Regions from separate parts of the Mus musculus genome. Here region 2 is linked to region 1. The links are chromatin contacts, called in public promoter capture Hi-C maps. All regions are on one chromosome and are shown on one strand. Each heading gives the region's core, a stretch centred on a gene start, on an enhancer-like site or on the middle of the called end of the contact. The rest is flanking DNA. Distances are from core to core; before and after follow the strand shown. Region 1 holds the start of Smg9 (smg-9 homolog, nonsense mediated mRNA decay factor (C. elegans)). Region 2 holds the start of Zfp112 (zinc finger protein 112).

What was found. Capture Hi-C pulls out chosen DNA fragments and counts their contacts.
Region 2: a promoter capture Hi-C map of pancreatic islet shows a contact between it and region 1. The contact joins the promoter of Zfp112 here to the promoter of Smg9 in region 1. A contact is called at or near these places in 4 of 39 promoter capture datasets (embryonic stem cells, liver and stem cell-derived epiblast-like cells) and 4 of 9 other capture datasets (adipose tissue, embryonic stem cells, liver and 1 more).

Annotation. Positions count from the first base shown.
Region 1 is chr7:24,397,330-24,403,639 of GRCm38.p6, reverse strand. It overlaps Smg9 (smg-9 homolog, nonsense mediated mRNA decay factor (C. elegans)), which reads right to left and starts at 4,012. Exons shown (of 14, transcript NM_028047.2): 1 at 3,749-4,012; 2 at 93-248. The coding sequence starts at 242.
Region 2 is chr7:24,108,968-24,115,283 of GRCm38.p6, reverse strand. It overlaps Zfp112 (zinc finger protein 112), which reads right to left and starts at 2,964. Exons shown (of 5, transcript NM_021307.2): 1 at 2,848-2,964.

The DNA.
Region 1 (6,310 bases), core at 2,763-5,262:
GCAGCTTTGGACACAGACATGTCCACTGCCCCTGGATGGAACCTTGTTGAGCTGGTGGGAGGGGCTCCACTAAACTGGAATCCTGCACTCACCCGTCTCTCTCTTTCCCAGGGGGCAATGTAGTCTCTCTCCCGACCACCAGGTCCAGAAAGGTTCTGGGGGCCACTGGAGCCTGGCTCCTTCCACCGCCGCCGCCGCTCTATCCCGTAGAGCCCAGGCTGACTGTGCCCAGACTCCGACATGGTCACCTGGAAGGAACAAGGAGGTTTTGGTGCAAAGGGAAGGTTTCTCCATGGGCTCACCTGACTGCATGAGGTTCTTCATAAAAGGAGGCCGCTCAGTGGGTAAAGGTGCTTGCCACCAAGACTGCCCTAAGATCAATCCTCAGGACCCACATGGTAGGAGAGAGGCACCGATTCCACACGCAAAGTAACCAGTGCTTCCGGCCTCCGCAGACACCTGCACTCATTACACCCACCCACCCACTCTTAACAACAAACCCAAAACCCACAAACAAACCAGAGGCTGGAGAGAGTGCACATGACTCTTGTAGAAGGCCCAAGTCCTACTTCCAGCATCCACACAGGATGCTCACCAGCATCTCTGGCTCTAGGGAACCACTGCCCCCTTCTGGCTTCCTTGGGTACTGCATGCATGCGCATGTAATCGCACACATATACACACAGAGAACAAACAGCCGCAACTGGAGCTGTGTGGCTGTGGCGGCAGCCGGCTGCCAGTGGCCTCCTGTTTATGCTGACTTCTTCCATTCTGGTGAGGTTAACACACAGCACCCAGAACACACTTCTCAAGCTGTTTTTGCAATTAGGTGTGCCAAATGGTGTGGCAACAGAAGGGTGGCTTGGAAGCATTCAGAAACTTCCCTTTACAGAAACAGGTACATGTCTTTTGCCTCTTCCGCCTCTTGGCTAAAAGGCAGCTACCCCGACTTTCAAGGCAACTTAGTGGAAATCATGGTAAAACAAGACACAGGGTGTTGGTAGTCCCCAGATAACCTTACACTGCCTACCTCTGAAGCCAGTGAGAAACAAATCTATGTCTCTCTTTTGGGACCAAAGCTATTTGCAACTATTGAAGTGGTCCAACAGGAGTATAACTTACAGGAGCACAGTCACATAGAAACGAGACAGTCTCCTTCCCATAGGCAACAAGTCCCCCTGTTGAAGGACTCTCGATCACCCATTCATGTGTGGTGACAATGTTGGGGCTCACTCCCACGGGCCCTTTTATCTACCTGGTTCCACTAGGTTCCTGTAGACCTACTTTCAGAACATGTGGACCAACATGTTCTGGACTGTTGGACTATGCAACCCACTCTCCACCTCTGGTGTTATTGGTTTCCAGGCCCCCGGGGAAAGTGTCTTGGGGTCTTTACAAGAGAATGTGCTCTAGGGACACCCCTGAGTGCTCAGCTGCCCACAGGACACTACGGGGCTGCCTGCTCTGGCTCCAGAGGTTAGGTTGGCAAACTGTGGCCTGCAGAGCAGATCTGCAATCTTCCTGTTTCCAAACACAGGGGCTCATTGAAATCTGGCCTCACAGTGACAGAGTGGCTATGGCTGGCTTCTGTGAGCAGCAGCAGTAGAGGTGGAGACAGTGTGACCCCCTAGGACCTACAAACCCAGCGTCTGGCAGTCACACTGGGTTCCCTCAAACCCTTCCCCACGTCACCCCAGGCCTCAATGACATCAACCGGCCCCCGTGACACACTCTGGAACTGACAGACGAGGCACTTTTGCTGGCCGTGTGGGGGCTTGTCTAGCCCCTCTCAGGCCCGAGTGACCTCTCCACAGCCACAAACTCGACTGACCAAGGAGGGCAAGGACCTGCTAACAGATGCTTGCTGGAATGAGTCAGGTCATAAATGACTGTTTACCGTCTAAGGCCCTCTCCCCACAGACTGGGACTCCTTCCTCCCCACAATTAACTGTCTGCTCCCCTATTATCCTGACGACCTCCCCAGTGCTTCAGAGTCTAATCCCCTGCCCCCATGGAGATCCTGTCCTCACAGTGAAGTGACGTTCACTGGGACCACCCACCCTCCTTTCAGGCAAGTGAAGTGTCCCTCTGCACACTGCTCTGGAATCACTAGTTGACTCTACTCATCAGGTCTTGTGGGGAACGATCCAGAACCTGAGACACCATCTGCCTGCAAGCTGGGACCTGCAATGCTGTTTCTAGGGTTCTCCAGGAAGAGCTCTGCATAAACTACTAAGCTGGTATTCCTGACCTCACAGAAATGAAGTCTAATCTGCATAATGTTGGGGTGGGAGCTTCTGGGTTTCTTGTGTGTGTGAGACACACACATACACATGCCTGCGTGCAAGCAGGCACAGAGCCATATCACATTTGTGGAGGCCAGGTGACAACTTCCGAGAGACCATTTTCTCTTTCCATCCTGTAGGCCGCAGGGATGGAAGTCAATTCTTTGGCCTTGTGGTGGCCCCGTTACCTGATACAACCATCCTGACAGCCCCACACTGTTTTTGCCTGGGCAAGGAGCTCTGCACATCTGCCAGTCTTGCCTCCGCAGCACTGGGATGACAAGATCGTGCCGCCAGGCTCCACTTTTTATGTGGTTGCTGGGGATCAAACCTGGGTCTTCATGCTTGCAAACAAGCACTTCACACACTGAGCTATCTTCCCACCTACATGTGAAGCACCTCTTTGGAGAATCTTCCAGAATTGACAAGTTGCTTTGCAAGAATTTCCAGGAGACCCCCAATTCTTAACTGTTCTAATGCCTTTTCTCTTGAGGCATGGTGCATTCCACAACTTAATACTGTTTCCTCCTCCTCCTCACCTCTCCCTCTCAAACAGGGTCCTGCTCTGCAGTTCAGGCTGGTCTCAAACTCATGGCGACCCTCCTGTTTCTGGCTCCACACTACTGGAATTACATGTGTGAGCCGCCTTGTCCAGTTCTATTCACGTATTTTTCTAAGTGCTTCCTAGTCTACTTGCAGTCTTTTTTTTTTTTTTTTTAAGATTTATTATAATATATAAGTACACTGTAGCTGTCTTCAGACACACCAGAAGAGGGCATCTGATCTCATTACGGATGGTTGTGAGCCACCATGTGGTTGCTGGGATTTGAACTCATGATCTCTGGAAGAGCAGTCAGTGCTCTTAACCGCTGAACCATCTCTCTAGCCCCCCTTTTTAAAAATATTATTTATGTATTTATTTATATGAGTACACTGTAGCTGTCTTCAGATACACACCAGTAGAATGTGCATCAGATCCCATTACAGGTGGTTGTGATCCACCATGTGGTGGCTGAGAATTGAACTCAGGACCTATGGGAGAGCAGTCAGTGCTCTTAACCTCTGAGCCATCTCTCCAGCCCCTACTTGCAGTCTTATATGGAGCCTCCTTCCAATACTCAGGCATGAAGAACCTCAAAATCCAATTTCCATGGAAGGTGGCCCTAGGTGTATGTCGGCTTCTTTGGGACTGTGTCCAGAAATTTCCTCCCGATACTGTTAGAAGGCTCGTACCAGCACTACAGGGACACTTTACAGTGGCTATAGTTTCTATTAATTTATTTGTACCTCCAGCTAACGGCGCCGCAATTCCGAGACCTTCACGTTCCTACTCCCATTGGCCAGCCGCCCAGCGACCTTTTAACGGCAGGGCGGGGGCGGGGCTTGAATACGCCCCACCCCCAACCCCGCCCCGTCGGCGCGCCTGCCTCTCCCAGGCTCGGGGCGTCCCCCCTTCCCCTTACCTAGGGCAGCTGCTGATTAGTTCCTGGGTCGCAGCGCGCGCTCTGAGTGACGGGAGTGCAGCGTGGGCGGGGAAGGTCCTCCACAGCCACCTGCCGTGTAAATGGTGCCGGAAGGTCACAAGCCAGAGAATGAGAGAGGCCGAGAAAACGGGTGCCGGCTATTCCGGAACAGGCCTTGGCGTCCCGGAAGCTCCCAGAGGAGGAAGAAGAGGAAGCCACAGTACGCAGCCCAACGAGTCACGGCCTGCGCTGCTAGCTCGGCGCATGCGCCGCGGGCTGGGCGCGCAAGCGAACCCAACGTGCGCGTTAGACTGAGCATGCGTGAATGGAGGTGGCTGGCTTCAGCACGCATGCGGATTACGGAGGGGCGAGGGAGTATGTTGCTGCTGAGAAGGCGCGTGCGCATTGTTTCTCTGGGCGGGCCTGCTGTTTGGCTGGGTGGGCAGCTCTGGAGATTTCGAGTTCGAATCCCGGGTCTTCTGTAGTGTTGTCAGACCGATCGGGGTAGGGTACGGCGGAAGGGAGGAATTAACGTCCTTATCTGAGCAAGCACAAGACTGATTCAGCTGGCTGCAAGAAGCGATCTTGAAGGACTTTAAGGAAGAGCCCAGCTCCTCCAAGACAGAACATCTGTAGAGAAAGGTCTAGGCTTGGACCTGTGGCACGAGGTGGGCGGCAGAAGTGGGCGGATCGCAGGGCTACAGAAGGGGCAAACATTCAAAGGACTAGGGGCACAGCCTGAAGCAGCTGGAAGGCCACTGGGCAGAGGGTGCAGTCACCCAATGGAAAGACAGCTGAGAGGCAGAAGTTCCACCTCCCCTATTGCTTTTCCTTTCTTAAAGAAAAAAAACCGTGAGTCCATCAGCCTGACCTCAAACTTACCCTCCTGTGTCTGCCTCTTCAGCATAACCTACCTGTGTGTGCCGCCACAATCAGCTCTCTTGGTTATTTGTTTGTTTGTTTGTTTGTTTGTTTGTTTGTTTTGAGACAGGGTTTCTCTGTATAGCCCTGGCTGTCCTGGAACTCACTCTGTAGACCAGGCTGGTCTCAAACTCAGAAATCCGCCTGCCTCTGCCTCCCAAGTGCTGGGATTAAAGGCAGCTCTCTTGTTTTGAGGTGGGGTCTTACTGTGTAGACCAGGCTGGTCTAGAACTCAAAGAAACCCACCTGCCTTGGCCTCAGGACTGCTGGGCTCTCCCCACCCCCTCGGCTTTTCGTTATTCTCTCCCATTCTCTTCTGTACTGAGAAAAGAGAGAGGGCCTTGCTATGTAGGATGTGCTCTACCACTGATCTGCATTTCAAGACACAAGCACACATGCGTGCTTGTCCCCAGAGCTGATCTCCATGTCAGCCTAACTCAAACAGCATCGCCTCCCTCCATGCCCCCGCCAAGCTCTTCTCTGTTCTCCTATGGGCACCTAGCTGCCAAGACTTAAAGTTTGCCTTCCCTTCGGCTTTTCTTTCAAATTTGAAAAAAAAAAAAATGTTCCTTGGAGTGCTGATAGAGGCACACTCCACGGGATTAAACCTAGAGCCCCATGCATGTTATGCATGCTAGGTAAGCACACTGCTGCCTGGGCCACATGGCCAGCTTATAAAGGATGGATATATATATAGTGAGTACACTGTAGCTGTCATCAGACACACCAGAAGAGGGCATCAGATCCCATTACAGATGGTTGTGAGCCACCATGTGGTTGCTGGGAATCGAACTCAGGACCTCTGGAAGAGCAGCCAGTGCTCTTAACCGCTGAGCCTTCTCTCCAGCCCGTGAAGAATTTTTTTATTGTTGAAGCCTGGAGACAGAAAGCACGAGTTTTTCATATTCAAGGTAACCATCAGGGCAGTGATTGGTTGGAGGGCTGTTTATGAAGAGTGCTCAATGCCACCAGATTCACTGAGTTATAAGCGGGATGTGTGCCCTCTAGGATGTGTGCGCACACATGCAGCAATGCACATTTGGATGCCAGAGGAGTCAGCAAGAATCAGCACTGTCCTTCTATCCCATGGGTCCCAAGCGCCTTTACCCAGCAGGCCACCTCACTGGGCCTTTAGTTAAGGTTTCAGCATTCATACATTTGAGGTAGGGTATTGGGGACTGAATTTAAGTAGGCTTGTTAAGCTCCCTACCACAGAGCCTTAGCCCAGCCCTCCGCTTACATGTTTTAAAGATTTCATTTTCTTTTATATGTATGAGTGCTTTGTAAGTATGATTGAGCACCACGTGCCTGCCTGGTGGCTGCCAAGGCCAGAAGAGAGTGTTGGATCCCCTGGAACTAGAGCAACAGAAGGTTGAGAGCTGCCATGTGGGTGCTGGGAATTGAACCCCTGTCCTCTGTAAGAGCAGCCAGTGCTGTTGACTACTGAACCATCTCTATTTTATTTTATTTTATTTTATTTTATTTTATTTTATTTTATTTGTGAGACTGAGTCTCAGTAAATTCCCCTTGAACTTCCTCCATAAGAGGCCTCTTCTGTCCTCCCGAGGCACAGCATGCATGTTATATATATATATATATATATATATATATATACACACATATATATAGTATATATACTAT
Region 2 (6,316 bases), core at 1,715-4,214, 290 kb after region 1:
CACCACTGTATTCCTGTTCCATTTGTCCTCCCTGACTTTATTTCTCTCATTTCTTGACTGCTTCACTAAGGGAATCTATTATTTATTTATTTTTACTATTTCCTTCATTTTATCTCTCTCTCTCTTTTTTTAAAGATTTATTTATTATATGTAAGTACACTGTAGCTGTCTTCAGACACTCCAGAAGAGGGTGTCAGATTTCATTATGGATGGCTGTGAGCCACCATGTGGTTGCCGGGAATTGAACTCAGGACCTTCGGAAGAGCAGTCAGTGCTCCTTAACCTCTGAGCCGTCTGTCCAGCCCTCATTTTATCTCTTAACTTCTTACTCTAGCTCCAGAATTTCTGTTTCTGCTTAGCTGTTGATCTTGCATTGCAACAAACATGTCTTACTTTTCACAGTGTTTTAGTTTGTTAAAACTGAAAGAAGTTTTTTGTTCTGTTTTTTTTCAAGACAGGGTTTCTCTGTGTAGCCCTGGCTGTCCTGAAACTTTCCCTGTAGACCAGGCTGGCCTTGAAGTCAGAGATCCACCTGCCTCTGCCTCCTGAGTGCTGGGATTAAAGGTGTGTGCTACTACCACTCAGCTAAAGTTAAATTGTATTTACTTACTACCTGGCCACATACACACTTACACACATACATACAGCATGTGTATGGGAGGTGGTTCCCTCCTTTCACCACGTGGGTCTTGGGGATTGAACTCGGGGCAGCAGGCTTGGCAGCAGGCTCCTTTACCTGGAGCCGTTTCTAGGGCCCCCGGCATGTTTACTATCACCATTTTAATACTGCTTGTGAAATCCAGAAGTCTTTTTTTTTGGGGGTGGTGGTGGTGGTGTATGTGCTCTGCTATAGATAATAAAATCTCTACCTAAGAAAGATATACATTTTATGCTTTTTCTTTCACACAGGACTGGGGATTGAACCTAGGGCCAGGCACATGTTTGGGTTTTGTTGTTGTTGTTTGTTTTGTTTGTTTGTTTGTTTTGTTTTAATATACAGGTTGAGGACTTCAACAGTGCACTATATATATTAATTTTTATTTACTTTTAAGTATCTGCCTGCTTGTCTAGCTCCCTGGGAACTGGAGTTACAGGTAGCTACGAGTCACCTGTGGGTTCTGGGACTCGAACCTGGGGCCTCTGCAAGCAGAAACAATGCTGATTGTTAATCACCTCTCCATTCCCAATTCCACTGTTTTTTTTTTTTTTTTAAATCTATTTATTTGTGGGTGTGTGTATCTACAACAATTCTCTTCTTCCACCATATGAGTCCTAAGGATCAAATTCAGGACGTCAGGCTTGGTGGCAAGTGCCTTTGCAGGCTGAGCCATTTCAGTATGGCTAGTGCAAATACGATTGTAAAAAATGATTCTGTAGTGTTATCTGCAAATATGATTGTAGAAGTAACTGTAGCGTATACGATTAAGAAAATAAGTAGACTATAAAGAAATATAATTACCTAGGAACACAGGATATAATGATAATAATTTTATATTTTTTGGTACAATCAGTAAATTTTTAACCTATGTTCTAAAAAACAAATTTTATTTTTTTCCTTAAATAGAAGTGATAAAAATAATGATGACTCCACATCCAATAAAGCTCTTTTAAGAGTTATATTTATTAATTTGGATAGAACCCGTACAGCATTTAGTTTTAAATGTTTATATTTCATACTTATTCTTTATGTCCAAGCATTTCTCTATCCCGTCCAGAATTAATTAAAAAATATTAGGGTAACTTCATAAGTGGATCTGCTAATGAGTAAAGAGAGCCTCACTCCTCAGAACAGACAGATTGACAGAAGGATGCTAAGGTCTACCCCTGTGTATTAGTTACTTTTTGTTGCTGTGATCAAACACCATGAATAAGGTGTGGAAGAAAGCGTTTATTTTGGCTTTCAGTTCCATAATAGTAGGGACAGCATGGCAGGTGGCAGACTTGTCAACAGGAGCAAGAAGCTGAGAGCTCCCTTCTGAAACTCAAGCATAGCGAGCAAACACCTTGGAGGCTGACCCCGCCCCATGACGTATTTCTCCAGCAAGGCCACACCAGCCAAACCTCCAGAAACAGCACCCCGCCCTCTAAACTGTGGACCTGGCATCCAAAGGTTGGACCCTACGGGGTCATTTCTCATTCAAACGACTGCACCACTACCACGTTCTCTGATGCCTCTTTCCCCTGCAGCACTTTTTATATAAAGGATTAAGAAGACAACTTGCTCGGAGAAACCGGACTTCAGCTAACACCTCTCCCGGCCCCCGTAAGGCACAGTGGACACTGCACACAAAGCTGGGAACGATTGTCTCAACAAAAACAAAACAAGTCATTAAGGACTTTGATAATGGGGACAGGCTGGGTCCAGAGACCCTACAGCAGGAGCTCTGAGACCATCCGTGGGTCACTAAAGCGTCCAGCTTCTCTGAAATTGGAAAGCACCGATAGTAAATGTCCCATTTCCTACCGCGCGTCAGCAGTTTTGAGCCTTGCAGGAAACTCTAGATCACTCTTGGATAGGTACCAAGGCGTGGTGGAAAGCATGGAGGCAGAGATGGAGAGTCTGAACTCCACTGCTGGGAGATGGCATCGTGACCAGAGCTAGGGAGGCGGCTGGGGGTGCCCATCGCCCAGGAGACCCTCCATCCAGGTGACTGACAGCCCCGGGCCAGGCCTGAGTCAGTGTGTGCAATCGCAGCACACTCGGGCATGCTCTTCCAAAGTAAGTTCACGTTCTACCTTTCCGAGGCAGACTTCCTTACCCAGGATACAAGCCTGGTGGCTATCACCCAGGGCAACCTGAAAAGGATCGCTCACACTCGGGAGGGGTCAGTAAAGGGGAGGGCTCACCTTTCTGAAAGGAACGGAACAAGGCCTCACACACCTGGGGCGGAAGTGACTCTTCCCGCATAGGCAGCCAGGACTACACTTCCCAGAATTCCCGAAGGTTGCGGGGAGAACAGTCTCCTGCAGTCTCCTGCAGAGGATCTTGCACACTGAGGATTCCCAAACTACATTTCCCAACCGGAAGGATGGCCTCTCAGCCCCCCCCCCCCACCTGCAGCGGAAGTTATCTTATCATCCCGGGGATGGGAGGGTCATGAACTACATTTCCCAGAATTTTCAGAGTCCTTGCCTTCCCCGAGCGGAAGTGCCATGGAGTAAGGAAACCGGACTTCAGACTTTTGAAAGTCCTTGGCATACCCTAAGCCAAAAATCTTCGAACCACGATGCTTTCCCTGCTTTCTGTGGAAGATTGGGATAAACAGCGCTTTCCCCAGAGCACGTCAGGGACTGCTTGGGTCTACAGTTCACGGGATCTGCAGGGCCTGCCTTAACCCCAGCGGACCTCCCTTCCAGATCATTTGCATAGTCCTGAGTTTAGGGATTCCCCTTATTATTATTATTATTATTTTTTATATTTTTTATTAGGCATTTTCCTCATTTACATTTCCAATGCTATCCCAAAAGTCCCCCTCCCCCCACTCCCCTACTCACCCACTCCCCCTTTTTGGCCCTGGAGTTCCCCTGTACTGGGGCATATAAAGTTTGCATGTCCAATGGGCCTCTCTTTCCAGTGATGGCCGACTAGGCCATCTTTTGATACATATGCAGCTAGAGTCAAGAGCTCCGGGGTACTGGGTAGTTCATAATGTTGTTCCACCTATAGGGTTGCAGATCCCTTTAGCTCCTTGGCTACTTTCTCTAGCTCCTCCATTGGGAGCCCTGTGATCCATCCAATAGCTGATTGTGAGCATCCACTTCTGTGTTTGCTAGGCCCCGGCATAGTCTCACAAGAGACAGCTATATTAGGGTCCTTTCAGCAAAATCTTGCTAGTTTATGCAATGGTGTCAGGGTTTGGAGGCTGATTATGGGATGGGATTCCCCTTATTTAATTCTGCTGATTATCACTATTCACCTTCAGCTCTCCAACCTCCACTGTCTTTATAAAAATCTTGGAAAAGAAAAGCTTTTCAAACGTGACACTAGGACAAACTCAACGTAACTAATCCCCACCCAGTTCAAGAAGCAATTCTATAAAAAGCATGGAAGCAGGAATGCAGAAAAAGGTAAATCAAGTACAAAGGAACTGAATTAATAATTTTAAATATTTAATGTATGTGTGCGTGTGTGCACATGTGTGCTTGGGCACATGTATATGCACCATTGCGTGTAGTGCCCAAGAAAACTAGAAGAGGACGTCTGTTTCCCACCTCCCTCCCCCATAACTTGACTTTACAAACCCGTTAGCCAACTGACGTGGGTGCCGGGTCCTCTACAAAAGTGGTGCGTGCTTTTAACAGCAGAGTGAGCCCATCAACAACCTAAGTTTGGATTTTCAAAAAGGATTTATGTGTATGAATTTGCATGTATGTGGAAGACAGAGGGCAGCTTGCAAAAGTCAGTTCTTTCTCTCCCACCATGTGGGTCATGGGGATCAAAATCAGATGGTCAGGACTGAAAGCAAACATCCTTAGCTGCTGAGCCATCTCACCAGTTCAAAATAAAGCTATTTAGCAAATGATAGAAATTACTCAACCATTTGCTTAATCAGTAATCTATTTTATAGTATAACTCTTGGGACCCATCAACTATTACCTAGTAACTGTGGCAAGACATATGGGTTATTTATACATTTAACAAGGCTAAATAGCCAAAACCAGATGCACATGGGCATATACCCACAGTCACTTAGATCCTCCAAAGTCTTTAAACTTTCATCAATTCCACTGCCAAACAACCATTTTCAGCATTTACTAAACAATTTCCTTTGCTCAACCAAACCTTGACGTATTCAGAGGTCTAACTTGTAGCCATTTCCACTTCATATTAATTTATACCAGCATGGTTCCTTCAAGATTTCAAGTGACCACTGAAATTCATACACTTAAGCAGATGTTGGGGGGCACACACACTTTTTTTTTTTTTTTTTCTCGAGACAGGGTTTCTCTGTATAGCCTTGGCTGTCCTGGAACTCACTCTGTAGATCAGGCTGGCCTCGAACTCAGAAATCTGCCTGCTTCTGCTTCCCAAGTGCTGGGATTAAAGGTGTGTGCCACCACCACCCGGCGGGGTACACACTTTTAAGCCCAGCACTTGGAAGGCTGAGTCAGGCAGACCTCTGTGAGTTCAAATCCAACCTGATCTACATGGTGAGTTCCAAACCACCCATGGCTACAGGGAGATTCTGAATCAAAGAATGACCAAAACCCAGACAAACCAACCCAACATAAGTTCTTCTTTCTAACGCTGGTTTTGTATCTATAAATTAGTGGGGTGGGCAGCAAAGTCTATTTTATCCCAGACTTTCAAGCCTTCAACAAAGTCAAAGTGTGGAGAACCTTTGCTGTTTTCTTATCTGAATTCAGAATGATCCTGCTTCTGGACACAGCCCAGTTCAGAATGTCCCTCACTGCCAGGTATACTAAATTCTGTCAGAGGGCTCTTTAAGGCAGTGGTTCTCAACTTTTCTAATACAACCCCTCATGTTCTTTTTCTGGTGACCTCCCAACTGTTGAGGTTTGGTCTGTTGCTATGAATTGTAATACTAAATTCTGTACCTGAAGGTCTGGTTGCTTATGAGTGAGTCCTCACGTTTACCAGCTTTTGTTGTGCAAGCCTTGTTCCCTAATTTAAAACTATTGGTTAAATAGAAATGGCACAGCCAACTACTGGAGGGATGAGAGGTAGGTGGATTCTCAGTTACCTGGTTGGAGGTTGCAAAGGAGAGATAAAGAGTGGACACGGGTGGGATGGGGAGGAGGGGTGAGAAGGAAAGGAGATGGATCATGAGCACATGGTCAGGAGAAACAGCAAGTATTTGTGGTATACTACTGGGGACATAGCCAGGCCAGCAGTTAGAAAAATAGATTGGGGTAAACCATTTTCATTGCTACTTTATAACTTCACTATTATGAGTCATAAATGTGTTTTCCAATAGTCAGAGGTAACTCCCCTCCCCTGATGGAGGTCACGACTCACAGGTTGAGAACCACTTCTCTAGAGTCATCTCGTACCTTTAGCAGGTAGTACTCTCAGCTTCTTTCCCCTACTTCGGGGAATTCACGTCTAAGTTACAGGGCATGGTTTTCACTAGGTAGACTATGTCTTGCAGAAACCATGTTCATACAAATGAATGTAAAGCCAGACAAATTACAGATCAGAACTCTGATTTCAAGGTTTTGAAATTGTTTCAAAGGAATCTTCCCTGGCCCTTCATCTCAATTTTCAGTCTCCTTTAAAGAATGATCGTTCTAGCAGGGTGGTAACAAGCCTTTAATCCCAACACTCAGAAGGCAGAAGGCAGATCTTGCATCC